Regions from separate parts of the Mus musculus genome. Here all the other regions are linked to region 2. Evidence: chromatin contacts called from public promoter capture Hi-C data. All regions are on one chromosome and are shown on one strand. Each heading gives the region's core, a stretch centred on a gene start, on an enhancer-like site or on the middle of the called end of the contact. The rest is flanking DNA. Distances are from core to core; before and after follow the strand shown.

The links. Promoter capture Hi-C pulls out the DNA fragments that hold promoters and counts their contacts. Capture Hi-C pulls out chosen DNA fragments and counts their contacts.
Region 1: a promoter capture Hi-C map of liver shows a contact between it and region 2, with 5 times the contacts expected there. The contact joins the enhancer-like site here to the promoter of Insig2 in region 2. A contact is called at or near these places in 8 of 39 promoter capture datasets (3T3-L1-derived adipocytes, the C10 cell line, hematopoietic stem and progenitor cells and 3 more), 6 of 484 Hi-C or Micro-C datasets (B cells, CD4 T cells, the G1E-ER4 cell line and 2 more), 5 of 115 datasets of contacts at active chromatin or transcription factors (astrocytes, hepatocytes, large pre-B cells and 2 more) and 1 of 9 other capture datasets (liver).
Region 3: a promoter capture Hi-C map of adipose tissue shows a contact between it and region 2, with 2.1 times the contacts expected there. The contact joins the promoter of Ptpn4 here to the promoter of Insig2 in region 2. A contact is called at or near these places in 3 of 39 promoter capture datasets (hippocampal neurons, liver and pre-B cells), 1 of 484 Hi-C or Micro-C datasets (CD4 T cells) and 2 of 9 other capture datasets (adipose tissue and liver).
Region 4: a promoter capture Hi-C map of liver shows a contact between it and region 2, with 4 times the contacts expected there. The contact joins the promoter of Tmem37 here to the promoter of Insig2 in region 2. A contact is called at or near these places in 4 of 39 promoter capture datasets (the 3T3-L1 cell line, liver and pre-B cells), 2 of 484 Hi-C or Micro-C datasets (both in liver), 2 of 115 datasets of contacts at active chromatin or transcription factors (pancreatic cancer cells and pro-B cells) and 1 of 9 other capture datasets (adipose tissue).
Region 5: a contact with region 2 is called in a promoter capture Hi-C map of liver, with 5 times the contacts expected there. The contact joins the promoter of Ralb here to the promoter of Insig2 in region 2. A contact is called at or near these places in 2 of 39 promoter capture datasets (liver and pre-B cells), 1 of 484 Hi-C or Micro-C datasets (CD4 T cells), 2 of 115 datasets of contacts at active chromatin or transcription factors (astrocytes and thymic regulatory T cells) and 3 of 9 other capture datasets (adipose tissue, liver and macrophages).
Region 6: a contact with region 2 is called in a promoter capture Hi-C map of liver, with 2.4 times the contacts expected there. The contact joins the promoter of Epb41l5 here to the promoter of Insig2 in region 2. A contact is called at or near these places in 2 of 39 promoter capture datasets (liver and pre-B cells), 1 of 484 Hi-C or Micro-C datasets (liver) and 1 of 9 other capture datasets (pancreatic islet).
Region 7: a contact with region 2 is called in a promoter capture Hi-C map of pre-B cells, with 7 times the contacts expected there. The contact joins the promoter of Tmem177 here to the promoter of Insig2 in region 2. A contact is called at or near these places in 4 of 39 promoter capture datasets (hippocampal neurons, liver and pre-B cells), 1 of 484 Hi-C or Micro-C datasets (CD4 T cells), 2 of 115 datasets of contacts at active chromatin or transcription factors (pro-B cells and thymic regulatory T cells) and 2 of 9 other capture datasets (liver and macrophages).

The regions. Positions count from the first base shown.
Region 1 is chr1:120,099,271-120,101,970 of GRCm38.p6, forward strand. The region is part of intron 1 of Gm41938 (a long non-coding RNA gene); the gene reads left to right. Among named protein-coding and RNA genes, the nearest start is that of Gm41938, 10 kb to the left of the region's middle. Within about 2 kb of position 1,366, at least 115 of the 459 cell types and tissues checked have an H3K27ac peak or open chromatin away from gene starts, as enhancers often do. A contact at or near this core is called in 3T3-L1-derived adipocytes, B cells, astrocytes and 4 more, where this site is marked.
Region 2 is chr1:121,326,651-121,329,350 of GRCm38.p6, forward strand. Insig2 (insulin induced gene 2) reads right to left here and starts at 1,374. Exons shown (of 6, transcript NM_133748.2): 1 at 1,041-1,374.
Region 3 is chr1:119,835,730-119,838,429 of GRCm38.p6, forward strand. Ptpn4 (protein tyrosine phosphatase, non-receptor type 4) reads right to left here and starts at 1,342. Exons shown (of 27, transcript NM_019933.2): 1 at 1,173-1,342.
Region 4 is chr1:120,072,526-120,075,225 of GRCm38.p6, forward strand. It overlaps Tmem37 (transmembrane protein 37), which reads right to left and starts at 1,255. Exons shown (of 2, transcript NM_019432.2): 1 at 1,187-1,255. The coding sequence starts at 1,207.
Region 5 is chr1:119,503,456-119,506,155 of GRCm38.p6, forward strand. It overlaps Ralb (v-ral simian leukemia viral oncogene B), which reads right to left and starts at 1,327. Exons shown (of 5, transcript NM_022327.5): 1 at 1,122-1,327.
Region 6 is chr1:119,647,605-119,650,304 of GRCm38.p6, forward strand. Epb41l5 (erythrocyte membrane protein band 4.1 like 5) reads right to left here and starts at 1,396. Exons shown (of 25, transcript NM_145506.4): 1 at 1,181-1,396.
Region 7 is chr1:119,911,742-119,914,441 of GRCm38.p6, forward strand. Tmem177 (transmembrane protein 177) reads right to left here and starts at 1,442. Exons shown (of 2, transcript NM_175106.4): 1 at 1,392-1,442. The region is part of intron 2 of Gm28209 (a long non-coding RNA gene); the gene reads left to right.

The DNA of each region.
Region 1 (2,700 bases), core at 116-2,615, 1.2 Mb before region 2:
GCCAGAGGACCTGAGTTGGAGCCTTCAGAGCCCATGTTAAGTTGTGTGTGAGCCTTGGGGGTAGGGTGCACACACCTTTAATCCCAGCACTCAGGAGGCAGATGCAAGTGGATCTCTGAGTTCAAGGCCAACCTGGTCTACAGAGCAAGTTCCAGGACAGCCAGGGCTCTCTAGAGACCCAAATTCTGTGAGTGTCACTGCAGTGGTGGTTCACGTTGGTAACCCCGGCTCACAAGGGGACCCCACTGATCAGAGACAAAGTGTGGAACAGCTGGAACAAGGCTTTATGCCCAGTTCCTCAGACCCCTTGTGGCTCTCCACTGGAGCATAGCTTCCTCTCCTCAGAGCTCTGAAGATGTTCCCAGATGACTCACAGTCTGCACACACGAGCCCTTCCAGTTCCTTTCTAAGCATCTGAGTCCTGAGTCCTGGTGGTGTGCCCTGAAGGCCTGCTTCCTCTAACACTGACCATTTATTTTGGTTCACTGACTGCCACATCCGGCCCTGAGTGGGTAGGAACGCCCACTCTCACCGGCCCCAGAGGGTGCTTGGTAACTCTCTCTCTCTTTCCCTTTCTCTCTCTCTCTCTCTCCACACACACACACACACACACACACACACACACACACTCTCTCTCTCTCTACACACACACACACACTCTCTTTCTCTCTCTCTCTCCATCTCTGCCTACACACACACACTCTCTCTCTCTTCACACACACACACACACACACACACACACACACACATACACACACACACACACACACACACACACACACACGATCTTGGGGATGGGAAAACATCTTGCTTGCTGCTCCTGGGCACAGTTAGACTTTGAGAGCAGGGCTGGACCCAAGAGTCTGAAGGGAGAGTCCTGAAGTCTAACAGGAAGGCGGCGTTCAGCTCTGAGGGAGAAGGATTGAGAGGGAGTCCATGAAGAAGGCCACTGTCAAACTTTTATTTTCACTGAAGTAGCAAAATATTAATCTTGTCTTCTACATTATGAAAATAAAACCATTCTTAAAATGATACTCAAGTGAGCAAAGACATGTTAACATTTAATACAGTAAAATTCAAAGTCATTATCACCCTCATCCTGAGTTGGAGGCCAGCCTGGGCTACGCCAGGCTCTGTCTCAAAACCCCAAACAAACAAGAAATCCATTTGCAATAATCCTGTTGTTTATTAACAACAACAACAACAACAATGATGACGACAACAAACAGGTCCCAGTCTAGAGTCCTCCTGACAGAAATGCTAAAGGTTGGCAAGGGCTTGAGCGGAGTTCTGTCCACAGCAGGCTGGAGCAAACACTATAAAACAACAGAGGGTCATTGCGAGGCTCTGAGCTGCCCAAGTGGCAAAGGTTGCTGCCACTGCTTTATTGCAACACAGATGGCAAGAACAGTGAGTTTCTACAACCAGGGAAGTGAAGGGTCACCGGAAGGGGCGGGGCACACAGACTACTCTTTATGGAGTCTTCATTCCTGGCTGTTGTGATGGAAACTGCACACACATTACCAGCCACCTTGCAAGACTCGTGAAATGCATCCTGTACCACAGACAGGAGATGACAGGAATCCACCTCATGGTGGTACAAGCAACCAGAAGTTCAGTGTGGTTATGTCAAAAGGGCAGTCTGATCGGAGCCTTTCTCATGAAGAATGTTGTGGGTCTCAGACAGCTTATATTTTCAAAAAAAAAAGGTGGCAGCAGGTCCCCTATCACATAGGCCTGTCCTATAATGTGACTTTGGCATTTCTCCAATCAAGGGTTGGGGAGTGTACTATAGAGGTACTTCTGCATTAAGAGTATTGGGAGATCTTCCAGAGGACCAGATTCAACTCCCAGCACCTACACGGCAGCTCACAAAACATCTGTAACTCTAGTTCTAGGGGTGCCCAATGCCCTCAGCTAGCCTCTGTGGGCACCAGGCATGCAGACATTTGACACACATACACGCAACCAAAACACACACGTAAAAAAATAAAACTAATTAAAAAAATTTTTGAAGCAGGAAATGGTGGCACAAGCTTGTAATCCTAGTGTGGGTGTGGTGACTAATTTTATGGCAACTTGATTCCAGCTATTGTCTCTTTGGAAGAGAGAAGGTCAGTTGAGAAAGTGCACCCATCAGATTGGCCTGTGGGCAAGCTATGGTACATTTTTCTTGATTAATGATGCTGTGGGAGGGCCCAACTCAGTGTGGCAATGCTGCCTATGGGCTGGTCGTCCTGGGTGAAATAAGAAAACAGGCTGAGCAAGCCAACAGGAGCAAGTCTGCCAGGAAGCAGCATCCCTCCACACTCTGCATATGTTTCTGACTCAAGCTCCTGGTTTCCCTTGGTGATAGATAGACTTATAAGCTGTGTGGTGAAATGAACACTTTCCTCCCTGTCTTAGTTAGTGTTTTACTGATGTGAACAGACACCACGGCCAAGGCAACTCTTTAAGGACAACATTTAATTGGGGATGGCTTACAGGTTCAGGGGTTCAATACAGTATCATCAAGGCAGGAGCATGGCAGCATCCAGGCAGACATGGTGCAGGAGGAGCAGAGAGTTCTACATCTTCATCTGAAGGCTGCTAGGAGAAGACTGGCTCCCAAGTGTTAGGAGGAGGGTCTCATTGCCCACCCCTACAGTCACACACTTTCTCTGACAAGGCTACGCCAACAAGGCCACACCTTCTAACAGT
Region 2 (2,700 bases), core at 124-2,623:
TCATTGTTTTTCCCCCGCAGGTCATTAATTAACAGGGGACACCCCTTTATTCATTTTCATTCAGTAGTTCACTGTCTGGGCCAAACCCCAAAGCTAGGGGGGAAGGGGGGGCAGAGAGGAAGCCCCGCATGGAAGCCTTGGTTTTTTTTTTTTGTTTTGTTTTGTTTTGTTTTGTTTTAATCCAGAACTGGAGACTGTCTTTCATTGCTGTGGTCACTGAAACCAGCCAACATAAGTGTCCCAACAGTCAACTCAATTTGCTCTTTCTCCAAGAATTTCCTCATCAATCCTACAAAACAGTAAACACTTCGGGGTATCTATTTCACCCAACGACATAGTTCACACTACCCGTGAACAACTTTTCACTTAAGTTTTAACTCCTTTCGTGTCCCTAAACGCCATCCTCAGCAAAGCACTGTTTTCCTTTACCAGCCGGCTCATCCCCAAAGAACGACGCTAAAGCCCCACTTACTATCACCAACCGACTTCTAGGCCCTGGCAACAACTGCTTGGCAGCACCCACTGATACATACCTAAAAGGTATTCACTTCCGATTCACAATCCCTACTCTTCAACTCAGGAGTCCTCTTATTTCGGTAGATTCTAAACTTCCTACGGTTATGTACCTAATTTCCATCCATCTCCCATACAAGCCTGAGTCTTCCTCCCAGACTACAAGGCACCGAGTCCGGGCAGGTGTACACTAGACAGCTGGCCCATCTCTGTCCCCAAACAGACCTCCAGGGTCGCCCTTTCCGCTGTCCTCCAGCCTTCTTCCACTCTGACAGTCTTCCACTGTCCAGGGACCTCGGCATCCCCCAAAGCCTGTCCCTCTATGAGCCCGCTGGTTTTTCCCTAGATCTCGCTGACCTCTCTCCAGGTAAGCCGGGGACCCCTCGCCCCAGCAGGCCCCACCTGCGGGTCCTGGATCCCCCAACACCAGCTAGGAGTGTTGCCAGCCTGCGACGTTAAAACATAAACAGCTCCTCTTCCCAAAAGCCACCGCCGTCCTCGAGCCGTCCCCGGCCAAATAAGCTCACCTGAGCTCTGCCCGGAGACCCCCAGTTCACCCCCGCCTCCGCCATCTTCAGGGACCGGCCCCCGACCTACTCCCCTCCCACAGCTCCGCCTGAGCCGCACTGCGCCTGCGCCGCCCGGCGGCTTCACGCTGACGGTAGGGGCAGAGGAGCTTCCGGTTGCCTCTGCGCGCACTGCCTCCGCTCTGCGGAGACGGGGCAAAAGGACTTCCGGTGTGCCGGGCACTCCGGGCTGGAAGGAGGTGGGGACCCTGTCTGGGAGGAGGAGAGGCTGCGAAATCAGCTGTTGTTGGTGCCCTCGGGAGTCAGAGGTTCTGGATGGGCATCTGGACTCTGTGGGCGGAGTGAGGGACTCGTGCGCGCACGCACGCGCAGCCCGAGACTCCACCCTCTGCGTGGGCCGCAGTTGCCAGCCGGGTGACAGGCTCCACGGTTGTCGCCTGCAACTTCTTCCCGCCTTGGAGTGTGCCTCAGTATCCTTTCTGAATACGGATTAAAGGCAGCTCTTTGCATCAGCTCTCGAGAGACTTGGGTCAAAGACCAAGCAACACAAAACCTTATCACCTCTGTTACTGTCAAAATTTGACTTAAAGCGCTTCCTTCTTGAGACAGGGTCACACAGTGTATGTAGCCTTAGCCGGTCTGAAGCTACCCAGGTAGACCAGGCAGACCTCGAGAGCTACTTGTCTCTGCTTCCTCAGTGCTAGGATCAGAAGTGTGCGCCACCACGCCCAGCTAAGACCTTCCTTTTAGAACTGGAAACCATAATTAAGAGAATGGATAGTGTGCACGTTGGAGATGGTGCAGATGAGCTGTTGTTTTGGATGGAAAATGGTACAGAGAAGTTTTGTTTTCTTTATTCCTTGAAGATTTTAAGGACTTGAAGTTCGAGTGGGGAAGTGGAGTGCGAATCCGGGAGATGTGTCAGGGAAGTGGGGAGTAAATATAAAAATGCATTGTATGAAGTCCTTAAGGACTCTTTTTTTTTTTTTTTAAAGAAAAATTTCATACATATACAATACGTTTTGATCATTTTTCCTGCCCACCACTACATTCCTCTACAGAGTGTTTTTAAAGGCTAATAAGTGGCTTGATTACCACCTCTGGGCTGTTCACTATATCATCTTTTGGGGAGCTTAGCCAAAAATATATTATGCTTGTGGTCTGATTGCATTGGTCTTAAGGAGAGTTTTGTAGGAACTATGGGCCTAAAGTAATTGCTATAATTTAGCAAGAGAATGTCATTTGGTTAAATGCCTTTGTTTTCATTTACTTTGAACTAACAATCAGATGCATCTTTAACAGTTTCTGATCATTTTATCAACACATTTATTTCTTAAAAATAAGAGAAACTAAACTTGGACCAAAAGACTCAGCATGTAATAATATGGCTTTTCATGTATTTCTAATGGTTTTTGTCTAGCTAATCTTAAATTTAATTCCTGCAGGTTTTTATGCATAGTAATTGAAAGCCTAGGCTAATTATGCTGCACAGATGAAGAGTTTTATAAGGAAAAATAAAAATACACATGGGATAACCCATATTATCCATGATATGATATTTTTGTCAACTTGGCAGGATTGAGAATCGCTATGGGAATACCTCTGGGTGTATGTCTGAGGGATGTTTCTAGAAACATTTCAGGAAAGAAGGAAGGAAGAA
Region 3 (2,700 bases), core at 92-2,591, 1.5 Mb before region 2:
TGACTTTACAAGTCAGATACATTAGCTTTTCTTGTTTTTCCTCCACAGCCATCTTTTAAATGTGACCAAATAACTGTGTTATTTCATCTGGACCCAAGATCTGGTCACACACTCAGTATTTCTTGAATTGCTTATTCCAAAAGTTAGGTATGACTAGTCCTCCTGGAACAGGCAGTTTTTAAAACCCCCTACGTAGTCCTTGTCCACACTGATGTCACTCTGTGATGCAAAGCCAAACATAAAGTCTCTGACATAAGTTTCAGGGAAACATCGATATGGATTATCATTGAAACTGTAAATTGTTCCATTACTTTAGAAACCCCAGCAAATGCATCCATACATGCATTTAACTACCTACACACACACACACACACACACACACACACACACACACACACACACATCTAGCTTTTCTTGAATCTCTGATTGAACTGATTTCCAGAAATCGTCCTGGGACAATTGAGGTGTCTACGCTTTGGTAAGCACAGTTCCTGTCCACAAAGGATAATCATACGCTCCATTTTTCCTGTAAGTAACTATAAAACAAACATTGACACCGAAACAAAAATGTAAAGCCAGAAAGCCACAAATGACTGTGCTTAACATTTTACAAAACCCCACAAACACCGATCTGTTCTTGACTACATACTCACGCTGAATCTAAACATCATGAAGGTAGGGACGATTCCAAAGCAGCATGAAAAATCTAAGTTCAGATGTTCTACATCTCAACTTTTTGGGCCCAACTACTGATTCCTAAAAGCAAGTATAATACTAGCAAGTCACAAGAGACTTTCAAGTTCAATGGAAGATAGCGTGTGTTCCTACCGCGTGCGGAAAAAAAATAAAGATGCTTATATGAGTCAATTAACCTAACATTAACAATTAGAAAAAAGAATCCCACAAATGAAATACTGAAGATTCTCCAGCCTTACCTTGAGTTTAGGAACATTTCATCTCCGCATCTATTCCACCCCTTCTCCCGTGCACTCATCCCTAGCAGATTTCAACTATAAACCCCAGGAAGATTCGAGTGCTCCGACCCACTAAGAAAAGGGAAGTCGATCGGGTAGTCTGGCCGCCCGGCTCGGCGAGCTTCAGGTGCGCGCCCACGACCTGCAAAGGGGGCCCAAACAGGCCGAGCGAAGGACCGCCCCAAGCGCCTCTCTTACCTTCGTTATCACAGCCGCGTCCTCCCGGCTGGAGAAAGGGGGGGGGGGGGGGGAATCCAAATACAAAAAGGCAGGAGGCCCCGGGCTCGCGGCCGGGTGAAAGAAGCGCGTGGTCCGCGTCGAGGTGCTCGCCCTCAGCGTCCCGAGAACAGCCGCCGCCACAGCGGCCGCGCCACGGCCGCGGGCCGCCTGCACCCCGTCATCCTGCGGGGCTGCGGCGGGGCTGGCGTGCGCGGGGAGGCGCGCGCTCGCACCTCGCGGCGAGATGAGCTAATCCCTTCACACGCGCCCCGAAAGTGCCGCGGTCCCCGCAAGCTGCGGGCCGAAGTCAAGTCTCTTTCAAGTCCCGGAGCCCCGATTTCTGACAGCTCCCGGGAGTCTTAAAAGAACAATGTCGCGTCCGCGGAGCAGGGAAGCGCGCGCGGCGTGAAGCGGCGGGTGACTCCAGGGAGGCGGCTCTGTGTGAGAGTGCAAAGGAGAGCCTCGGTCACCCTCCTCCTCCTTCTCCTCCTCCTCTCCTTCCTCCTCCTCCCTCGCCTCCACCGCCTCCTCCGTCTCCTCCTCCTCTCTCAAGCACACCCCGTCTCCGAGGCCGCAGCATAGCAACCGAACATGGCGGCTGCGCAGCCCCCGACCAGTCAGAGCCCCGGAACGGCGGCCTCGGCAACAGGAGGCGGTCTCGCGAGAGGTGAAGCCACGCCCTCTGCTCCGCCTCCTTCCCGCCTCCTACCCGGTTTCGGAGCGCGGGCGCCTGCCTAGAAGCACTGGTACTCACAGGTGCGAGAGAGACGGGATTTAGCGGGTTGGGAGGGGAGGGCGTGGCTCTGTGTCCACACCCCATCGCCAGGCAGCGATTGGTTCCTTGACTGTCAGTTCTGCCCCTCCTCCCTCTTCTAAGATGTACTTACTGACGGACTCTAGGGACACAAAAGAGGGGCAATAGCACAGAGTGGGGAAACTCGACCTCCTGGCATCAGGTTGTCCCAACTAAGTGCTAATAGAGGGTATAGGCTTTGAAGTGCAGTTTTCAATCAGTTCTCCTAAACATAAGGCCCTTGAAAACAAAGCCTAAGCAAAAGACGTTTCATGGATAAAACAAAGGATAGGTGCTTTCTGTGTGCAAGGAACACTGCTTTTTAAATCAAAGTCGTTCAATCATTTTAAGAATGAGGGTTGGTATTATCATGCCATGACCTTGAGGAGGGTATACCCTTAATATTTTCTGGGTAATACAAACTTGATGATGATAGAACATTCCTATAGAATAGGTGACCTCAACTAGGATCAAATGAAGGAAGGGTAAGTTGGGAGGACCCTCACATTTCCTCTTTGCTTGTTTTTCGTTTTTGTTTGTTTGTTTGTTTGTTTTACATTTCTTTATTTTGTATACACCTAAAATATGTGTGTCCATCTGTCTGTGTGTCTGTCTGTCTATCAGAGGACAAGGTTTGAGAGTTGGTAATCCTATGTGGGTCGCAAGGATTGAGCCAGACTTGGCAGCCAATTCCTTTCCTTTATCCTTTGACCC
Region 4 (2,700 bases), core at 5-2,504, 1.3 Mb before region 2:
GAATATACCCAGGAACAAAGAAAAACAAGTCACCGAATCAGAGTCCCTACCACACCCTAGCAACTGAGTTCTGGATAAAAGAGTTTGAGGGTGGCCTTGCAAGGTTTTTCTTTTCTTCTTGTTACCAAAAGTGTGAGTGAGGTTCGGAGTTGGGAAGACCTGAATTTGTGTACATCCTGTCACTTGGCTACCCACTGTGGCCAGGTTACTTTCGAGCCTCAGTTATCTCTCTGTAGAATGGGTAGAGCTGTAGAGGTGGCCTATTCTTATAATGCCAGCTACTGGAAGGCTAAGGAAGCAGGGTGAATTGAGCCCAGGAGTCTAAGAGCATCCTGAGCAACAAAGAACAGATCCTGTCTATCTCAAGCAGTGCTGATAATGATAAAAATAATGATTAATGGGCGGAACAGTACCTAAAATTATCAGGGCCTGAGCACCTGGAGGCAGAGTCAACTGACCTCTGTACTTCTCAGGGCAAGACCGGACAGTGGACAGCCTGGAGCACAGCCAGCCACCGGGATGCCTGGGTGAGCAGGAAGCTGGCCCGCGGGGTAGTGGACACTTCCGACCGCCTTTTGAAGCGGGCAGGAATGCAGAGATTCTCAGCCAACACAAACACTCAGCATTGCTCCAAAAGAAGCCAGATCTTAGGGGAAGCGGCCGCTCCTGTCCTGGGAACCGTTTACCTCGAGTGTCAGGTCCCCAGCGAATCCAGTCCCACCTCAGTTCCACCTAACTCCTCAAACGCGCTTCGGAGGAAGATGATATTTGCAGTCGCCCTCTCAGAAAGTTCTGGCTTCGCGAGCAACGTCCTCGTCCGTTACATAAACCAAGCCTGGCATTTTCTAAGTCTACCCTGACAGTCCGCAACTCTAGACCCCCAGTTTTTAAAGATTCTCAACGACCCCCGAGAAAAGCCTAACTGGTGACCCTGCAAAAAAGTTTGGTGGTCTCTGGTGCTCATCAGAGGCCGAGAAGACCGTGCAGAGCGAGCTGCATTGGGGTAGCAGGTACCCCCCCCCCCCGACCTCTCAGAGGAACCTTCCGGGGGAAGGGTGTCCCAGAAAGACCTGGGCACCTTGGGGAGTTGTCACCCTAACCCAAAGTTTCAGTCACTGAGAGTTCCCAGTCCTCCCCCATGATAGACTGTACCCCGGCTCTGCGCCCCGCGGGTCCCTCAGGTTACCTGCGCGCCGATGGCCGTCATGCTGCGCTCTGGTAGGCAGCGCTGTCGCCTGGCCTAGCTGTCGCACTCGTGCACTTGTGCTCGGCCACGGGGCTGGCCCTCTATCTGGGCGGGGCGCAAGCCGGGGGCGGGGGCTTCGCGGTCACTGGGCTGCTCGGGTTACGCTGACTCAGCAGCGCCCTGGGTCCCAGAGAAGGGGTGAGCGGTGACCCGGCTCGCGATCTTCCCCTGGATGCAGATTCCTCGAGGACTGGGAGATTTGGTTCCAGTCCAAGATTGAAGGGCCAAGAGTCGGGAAGGAGCACCTAGGTGCAAAGTGGAGGATCCCGCCAGGATTCTGGTTTCTACACCGGGTGTGTGACCTTGGACCGCTAGTTTAACACCGCAGAGCCTTGGTTAATAAGTGAGATACTATGTGATTGGCTGGCCTGTTACAAAGCTTTTGTGACATGTGAGTGGACCAGAACCTTCACTTGTCTTAGTTTACTCGTTAAGGAGGATGTGACGGCGTCCTTGACTCCTAGTCCCCTCGGGAACTATCAGCAAACACTAGGTCAAATGTGGTGGCAGATTCCTGTAAATCCAGCATTTGAAGGGCTGATGCAGAGGGATTGCCTTGAGTTAAAGGCCAGTCTGGGTTATTTGAGCAGCCTGGGATACAGGGTCAGACTCTGTAATCACGGAGAGAATGGAGGAGAGGGTTGGGAAGGAAGAGGAGGGGGAGGAAGAGAAAGGACAGGAGGGAGGAGGCGTGGAGGGGTGACTAAGAGCTTAGTGCAGCAAGCAGGAGGCCCTAGATTCTTTTCCCAGCCGCATAAGTAAAGGAGAGTGGGAGGGGGTATAGATGGGTATGCTAAAATACTCCCACCCCCAAAGGGTGGAAGGTGTGGTCTGAGGGCGAGGGTTTCAGCTAGCATTTCCTACTTCCTTCCTCCAGCCTGGGGAAGAAGGTGGGTGGGGTCCTACATAAAATAAAATAAAGTAAGATGCTGACTAAGGACTAGATTAGATGGAATAAATCATCTATCTTGTTCTGGCCAGCAGATTGCTCTCTTGTTTACCTATGGACATTGAAAAGAATACACTTATATCCTCTGGAAGGAGCCATGAGGGAAACCAGGAAGATGCGGCCTCACATGCATTCTCTGCTTCCCAGTTCATCTGATTCCACAGAAAGCTTTGCTCAGCCCCAGAGCCAGTCCTGGGGCAGACAGATAGGGTGTGGACACATGTCCCTGCCTCCTCTTGCTTTCCCACTCTGAGTGAAGGCTAGCTGAGATGCTGGCTGCTGCAAACACACATTGCTGGGCCCCTCCCTGGAACTTCTGACCAGTGGGACCAGGCTGAGACCTGCCGTGAGTGGCGTTAGGTACTGCTAGCTCTGGGTTAGAGCCTGAGCTAAGACTAAGGGCAGTCGGCCAGGTCCATCCAGCCACTTGGCTTTTCTCCATCCACCGGCCTCCTCTCCATGGCACTACCTGCTTTCTCCCCAGTCCAGGATTCTAGAAGCCAGG
Region 5 (2,700 bases), core at 77-2,576, 1.8 Mb before region 2:
AGGTCACTCTAGCTATCTATCAAGTTCCAGGCCAGCCTGCGCTACAAAAGATCATGTCTCATACACACAAAGTTCCAAAACCAGGATCAACCTTGGCTCACACCTCCTTCTCAATATTCAGCACCTCCCTTTATGGCTCTCACAATTTCACCACCTCAATCCAGGCTTAAGCGGCGCCACTTTGACATGTTCTGAGACTTAACATGTAAGATTCTTGCTCTGATTAAAACTATCTTCACTTGGCACATCCAAAGCACACTCCCTGCCCCTCTGAGGATAAGCCTTGATCATTCAATAAACCCAAACTTAAGAAAGGTGGTTAGGAAATGAAAGCAGAGCCAGAGCGAGAGGATCTCTGTTCTTCAGGGATTGAAGGCAAGTGAGGGTAAGAACTATCAGTCCATTCCAGACCCTCTTCCAGAACACCCTGGTAACACCAATCCCTAGATTCCAGGATTCACTTGGAAATGAACTCTAGGAAAAAGGACCCTGCTGTGGGTGCCGCGCCCTCTGGGGACACTCAAGTCTGGGCCACAAGCAAGTCTGAGCCACGAGCTGACTTGGCTCAGAGAACCGGGTCAGGAAAACCCTTCAAGCCACGGTGCTTCTAAAAACCACCTTTGATGCTAGTCACACTCTGAAAGGCAACTGGAAGACAGAATCAAAAAGTAATTCACAACCAACAAATCCCTACAAACTTCTTGAACCCAGCTCCCAGGTCACCCAAAGTACAAGTTCCTACCTTTAAGAAAGAAGTTTGGGCAACATTTTATGGATCTGAAAGGGACGGAGGAAGTGGACCAACTCAGGAGGGAGGCCCGAAAAGGCAGGAAGTGGCCATTTGTGGAAAAAGGGAAGGACAGGCAGCAAGGGAAGAGAAACTGGGGCGCCTCCCCCATGTCCTCAGCACCCCCAGATCCGGCTGGGAGTCTCTCCGGCTTTCCCAAAAGACACCTTTCAAGCCAAGCGGGGCGCAGTCCGGGGCGTTGTCCTTCATGAGACGTGTCCCTCCCTCCCAACGTGGAACTAGGAGGCCTGCAATCGCGCGGAGAGCGTACTCACTTCCCTATCCTAGGGCGCACCCCTCGTCTGCGGTCCCCTGCGGGGCACAGCATCCTTACCTGGGGGAGCCGTCCCACCGCCGCTCTGGCTATGCGCACAACCAGAATCGCCGCTCTCACGAGCGCCCCGCCCCGTCCTGGGGCCGGACCCCAGCTGTCCCCAGTCGATTTGTCATTGAGGAGTGGTGAGCTCGCGCGTCCCCACCCCCCGGAGCGCGTTCCCGCTGTCCGCCCGGCAACCCTGTCCTCTCCAGAGGCAGCCCTCCCTTCCGTTCTCCGAGGCCACGCCTATTGACCAATCCGAAGAGGTACTTCCAAACCTTCACCAATGAGAAAACACATTGAGTGTGTGGGCGTGGCACCCACGGAACGGCCCCACCCATTCCCCCTTCCTTTCGGCTCCCCAGCCGGACTCGCGCACGTGACCGCTGCTGCAGTGGCAGAGCTTGGGAACTGGTCTGGGGACGCCGGGGCGTGGGCGGGTGCACTCCTGGGGAAGCCGGAGCCAGGCCAGAGTTGTGAAAAAGCCAAGAAAGACTGAGCTGATAGAAGCCAATGAGGAGGACTGTGTGGCCAAGTGTGGCCTGCGCCCTAGTGTGGAAGGTGATAAGCAGCTTTGAAGACCCTTGGTCAGGGACTGGAAACTCCAGGTGGCATCGCCTCTAGCTTCGCCCATGACACCCTACTAGTAAAGGAATTACAGCTATTAATTTGACCTAGGTCACAGGCCAGGTCAGGAACCCTAACCCTAGCTATAGCCAGCGGCAAGAACTACAAGCTGCAGGCTGCCCTTCATCACCCTCCTACGCTCAGGAGCTTATTTTCTTACGCGTTTTCGACTAGGGTTGATTTTCCCAGCTGAACATTAGCCACTTCTCACTGCCACAGTTGTGTGATACCCCACCCACCCGTACGAACTGGTGCTTTTCACTGTATGGTAATTAATAATTCAACGTTTGTTTCTGATCTTTAAGGAGGGAAACAGTGATAACCGTAGCCCGCACTGTGTAATTATTCTTGCTGATAATTCTAAACTAGGATACTTGTATATTATATCAGAGGCTTTTGTGCTTTGTTTAAATGGTTCCATACCAGCAACTAACAGACCTAGTCCTCCCACTGACAGCATAAGGAGAAGCCAAGTCTCCCTGGGCTAGCAGGTGGCTGGAGGGGTAAAGACACCCGCAGAGACAAGCCCCACAGCCTCAACAGACTTGGACCCCTGTAGACCCCTGGGAACCACATAATGGGAAGAGAAAACTGGCTCCCTCAAGTTGTCCTCTGATGTGCACTCCCTCTTCTCTCTCTCTCTCTCTCTCTCTCTCTCAACCTTCCTCCCTCTGCACACGCAAATTTAAAAGAAAGAAAAACTGCCAGGGCTCTTAAAAAAAAAGATTTATTTTATGTGCATGGGGGTTTCTTTCTCTTTTTGGGGGGTGGTGGTGGGAGGGGAGGGGTGGTCTTATTTTATTGTTTTTTGTTTTTTGTGTGAGACAGGGTTTCTCTGTGTGACTGCCCTGGCTGTCCTGGAATTCACTTTGTAGACCAGGCTGGCCTCAGACTCATAAAGATCTGCCTGTCTCTGCCTCCTAGTACTGGCATTGAAGGCATGCAACACCATGCCTGGCTATGTGCATGG
Region 6 (2,700 bases), core at 146-2,645, 1.7 Mb before region 2:
CTGCGCCTCCCTTTTGGCTCTTCCTGTTGCAGTGCTGGGGATTGAACCCTGGGTATCCATGCTTTACACCATAGGGTATCTACAGCCAAGCTAGTGATTTTTTAAAAAAAAAAAAAAACAGTAATATTGAAAACTATAGAAAATGTCCTAAAGTTATCAGTATCTTTCATCCCAGTTACTCCCGCAAAAGAAACTGTAACTAAGAAACTAAACACAGGAACATTGCGCACATCGCTGCCCAAACAAGTTATCCTAACAAGAACAACAACAACAAGAAAAGAAAAAAACAGGTGTGAGCATTTAGATTTAGTTCAGCCTAGCGTTCCAGAACCCGGGTTTGGTTCCCAGTATCGAAAGAAAAGAAAAGAAAAGAAAAGAAGGAAAGGAAAGGAAGAAAGAGAGAAAAAGAATTAGAAGAAGAACGAAGTGGGGGTTGGGAAGAAAAAGAAAATAATGATCCCAAAGTGTTCATTTAGACACATACAAGTTACCCACTGCAGTTAGCAGTGCTCAGTGCCTCAGCTCAGTGCATCTGGGGTGAGCGGAGTTGTGAATTACATTCATAATTTCTTGGTGGGCTTATCTCCAATTCTTAAGGGAAAAAAAAAAAACCATTACTAGTAATTTTGAACTATTGCTAAACAACTTCGGAGCCTGGAGCCTTCTCGCTCTTAAAGCAGAACCCGGGAGACTACAGTAACCAGAGATGGACACAATTATCTTCTACCCACAGGAGAACCCATCATTACCGGACGCGCGCCACGCGTGGGGGCGGGGAGCGCCCTCGGCCTTGGCGGTTCCCGGGAACGCACCTGCCTCGTACGCTTCCCAAGTTTCACTCGACCGGGAGCTAGCTGGCACGTCCTGTCTCACCGATGTCTGCCCACAATCCCGGCGAAGTGACACTCGAGGCGACCTTCCCCTAATCCCACAGCTACGGGGAGGTCAGGGGTGACCAGAGTTTCCCCCCAACAACGCGCGAGACCCCGGCGACGCGCCCGGCCCTCAGCGGCCACCGCGCGGTATCGCCCGAAACTCAGCGCCCAGCCCCATTGGCCGTCGCCGCCACTCCCCTCCCAGCCCGCGGCGTCGCCCGGGGAGCCGGGCCGCCCACCCGGCACGGTCGAGAGCCTCGGCTCAGTGAGCAGGGCCAACTGGACACCCGAGGCCAAACTCTTACCTGTACTCGGGGGTGAACACCGTGAAGCGACGGAGACCACTGCGACTGGGACGCGCGACCCTCGGAGAGAGATGCCCAGCCGGCTAGAGGAGAGGACGGGTCTCCAGAGACACCGAGAAATGGCGGCGCAAGGCGCGAGCCCACCCTGCGCTAATCCCCGGAGGACCCCGGCCGCCCGAGGGCACGCCCCTTAAAGCCCCATCCAAGGTCCGCCCCCCGAAGGGCGGGACGCTCCGCTCTTAAAGGGGCAATGGCACCGCCCCGGAAATCGGCCTCCTGAGACCTGAATTTAAGCTGGCAACACCAGATGGGACTATAGAAATACAGAAAGGCAGTTCACCTTTAATCCCAATACTCCAGAGGCAGAGGCAGAGGCAGAGGCAGAGGCAGAGGCAGAGGCAGAGGCAGGTGGATTTCTGTGAGTTCGAGTCCAGCCACAGCTACTTAGTTACAGGTCAGCCAGGACTACCTAGTGAAATCCTGTCTTTTAAAAAAGATTATTTTTTTCTGTGCGTATATGTATGGGTCAGGGAAAGATATGCCACAGTCCCTGTCTGAGAACAACTTGCAGGAGTATCATGTGGGCACAGGGGACCAGACTCTGGCCTTCACATTTGGAATGAAGCACTTTTACCCACACTGAGCATCTCCATGGCGCTTGGTTTATGTTTTGAATTTTTCACCTTCCTGGTAATATGATTTGAAAATGAAACGTTGGGTTTAAGATACAGTTCAGTGGTAGGGTGTTAGACTAGCACATACCAGGCCCAGGATCCAATCCCTGGCACAGCAAAAATGAGTATTTTCCTATTTTTAATGTAGTCTAGTATGTTTTCTCTTACACAGTTGTTTATTAATTGATCCAGCATTTATTTAAATGTTTCCTTGCTCCCTCCCCCCAAATCCTAGAGATTAAAGCAACCTTTAGTCTGTAATGGAGAAAGAGAACAACTATGTGTCAAGTGGTGATGAGAGCCCTGGAGAGAACGCTGCTGGGAAAGGGAAATAACAGACTGATGCTCCAGGCACTGTGGTCACAGAATGGAGGCCCTAAGTGGCAGGGCGACATTCCATTCATTCATTCTTCAGATAGTTTATCAAAATGCCTACAGCTCTGTAGACCCTGGAGATAAGGCAGATAAAGAAGAAAGACAGGAGTCCCTCAAGGCAATCCCAGCAGTAAAAGCCCCTTGGGGGCTGAGTAGTGAGTTCAGGGCCAGCACTGGCCACATTGAGAGGTTCTGTCATAATTAAACAAGTTATTTCATGGTTTAGCCTGTATGGGAGAGTGTACCTGTCCTCCTTGTGCCTATAGCCTTTGAGGCAGAAAGATCACTTAAGCCCAGGAATTGGAGGCCAGTCTACCTAACACCATCTCAGAAGGAAAAAGAAAATGCTGTAGGGTATAGCTCAGTTGGTAGAGTGCATAAAGTCCTTGGTTCAAAACATGTCTGACTGGCGGTTAGTAAACACCTAGAAAATAGCAGTGGGTGTGGGGTCTGGGAATGAAGGGTTGCAAT
Region 7 (2,700 bases), core at 192-2,691, 1.4 Mb before region 2:
CATAAATACTATATGTGCATATCCTTAGAGGATTAGATTCAAGATACAAACATTCCAAGATCCTCACATGCTCATCTCTTACAAAAAGGCTTAGTATTTGTTATTACAGAACCTATTACAATGCAAACACTACATTTGTAATTTGTGATGCTATATTGCTTAGGAATTAAAGGCCAGAAAATAAAGCCATGTTCAGTACAGATACAAATTTTCCTTCCAAAACATTTTTTGATATGTAGCTGGTGGTATCACCAAATATAGAGTCTGAGGACACAGAGAATTCACTGGATTCAGTCAGTCTAAGAAAAAAAAAATCATACTTCAGAGCCCATACCACAACAGTTTATTTCCAGCTGTGAAAAGGGATGCAGCTGGACAGGTTTATTGGCCAAAACCACAAGTGGCAGTGTCACATGCTGCCTAGTGTCCCTACTTCCACCAAGCTCCCATGGTTGAGCCACATTTCCATTATCTTACGAGGTGGCTGTATTTGGAGCTTCGGCCTATCATTGAAATAGAAACGGAAGGTTCGTGGGATAGCAATACTCAGATCTCACTGCTTTCGAGCTCAGATCCGGACACATACAGAAAAAATACCACATGAAGATCCAGGGGTAAGATGGCCATTTGTTAGCCTTGCTGAAATACCCAGGGAGCCTAGCTTGGCCACACCTGAGTCTTGGACCTCCAGCTCTGGAACTAAGAAAAAATAAACTCCTGTTGTTCAGGTCATTCCTCATGAGACACTTTTCTTGGCAGGCTAACCACTGATAGCAAAGGTTCGGTATTTGATCACGGGCCGTTAGAGATTCATAGCAAGCTGTTCACCTTAAAAATGTTATCTATTATATATACACAAACAGACCAAACAGACCATCCACCTCACTCATTAGCAAAGTTAATATTGTTTTTAAAGTTAATTGGTGGTGGTTTTTTTTTTGAGACAAAGTCTCACAGGCGCACTTTTGAATATTCTGGGCACCTTATTTCGTCTGTGATTATGTCACTATGACTGTTATTTCTCTTTGGATGAAATTTCACTTTATTCCTATCTCCGCGAAGCGTTTGATTAGCAATGTACTACTGTAAACAAAACGTAGGGTTCTGTATCACTCATTTAACTCATTCTTTCCAAGAGGAAACTGAGGCTAGAAAAGACAGGGTCCTTGGAAGGGAACAAAAAAAAAAACAAAAAACAAAAACAAAAACAACCTCTCCCGGGTCGGCCTCTGAGTCTCGCAGTTGGCCTAGAAGCAGGTGTAGGCTCTGGCTTTAGAAGAGCTCTCAATGTGATTCCGCCCTGACACATACCGGGCTGCTTCCAACAACCGGAACATGACTGAACCCGGAAGCTGGACATAAGAGAACTCACAGCCAAGAGGAGAGCTTACCTCGGTAGCAACCTTAGAACACGCCGCTCCCGCGCCGGACTGAGCAGGCGCAAAGCACGCCGGTCTGGGGGCCTTTGTGGGCGGGGCCTTTGTGGGCGGAACGGGCGTTGTGGGCGGGGCTTGGAGCAGCGCTTCTGTTCTGGTCCTGAGGTCTGCTCTCTAAGGTCTTATTCAGGGCGAGGTGGAGCAGTTTGAGGACTTTGTTATCCAATTCAGCCGTGTCGCGGCGCCCTTCGGAGCCAAGATAGAGACCTGCTGGCCCGGATTTCTGTAGCGCCGAATAGGTATCTGTGCAGTACGCTGGGAGGAGAGCTAAGCTTAATGAGAAAAGCGAGGACAGAAAGGTCTGGAATTGCTGCCAGTGACCGCTGCATTCCGAAGGTCAAGTGACCTTGTGAGACCAGCAAGAATTGTGGTCTAAAGCCGGGTGTGGTGGCACACGCCTTTAATTCCAGCACTCCGGAGGCAGAGGCAGGCGGATTTCTGAGTTTGAGGCCAGCCTGGTCTACAAAGTGAGTTCCAGGACAGCCAGGGCTATACAGAGAAACCCTGTCTCGAAAAACAAAACAAAACAATACAAGAAAAGAAGTGTGGTGTAGACCATATTAGAGTTAAGTAATAAGTACTTACTAGAAGGCACACCCAACAAATGGTAGATGCGTGGATACACAAATGTGCGCTCATTCATTTATAGGTGAACTTGGATGTTGCTCCTCAGGAGACAGCTGACCCGTTTTTGGAGATAGGGTTATCTCACTGGCATCTGGGGTTCAGCAATTAAGGTAGCCAGCCTGATCAAGTGAGCCCCAGGGGTCTGCCTGCTTCTGTCTCCCCAGGGCTGGGATTACAATCATACACCATTAACAGCCAGGTTTTTGGTTTTGTTTGTTTTTATGTGGCTGCTGAGGACTGAGCTCAAGTCTGCATGCTTTTGTGGCAGTCACTTTACCACTTCAGCCATCTCATTAATAGTCTGAGGAGTTTTCTAAAAAAACAGTGCCCAGGGGCTTTGGGTGTTAAAATAATACTCACCATTGCTAGTGTTTTCATTACTATTCAGTAGGTTAGAGCTATCTCATATCTTTAAGCATAAAGTCTGTTTACAAATATTACCTTAATACATCCAGGAATTTCTGTATAAAGATATTATTCTACTTGGTTTATAGTCAACTTTCAATTAATCCACACACCTTACAGATTATCTTCCTTATTTATATCTCACAATTTCCTTTTTTGTTTTGAAAATCAAATTTCCTGAGACATCTCAAACCACACTTTGGGTGAACTTAGTTGATGTTTTGGTTTGGTT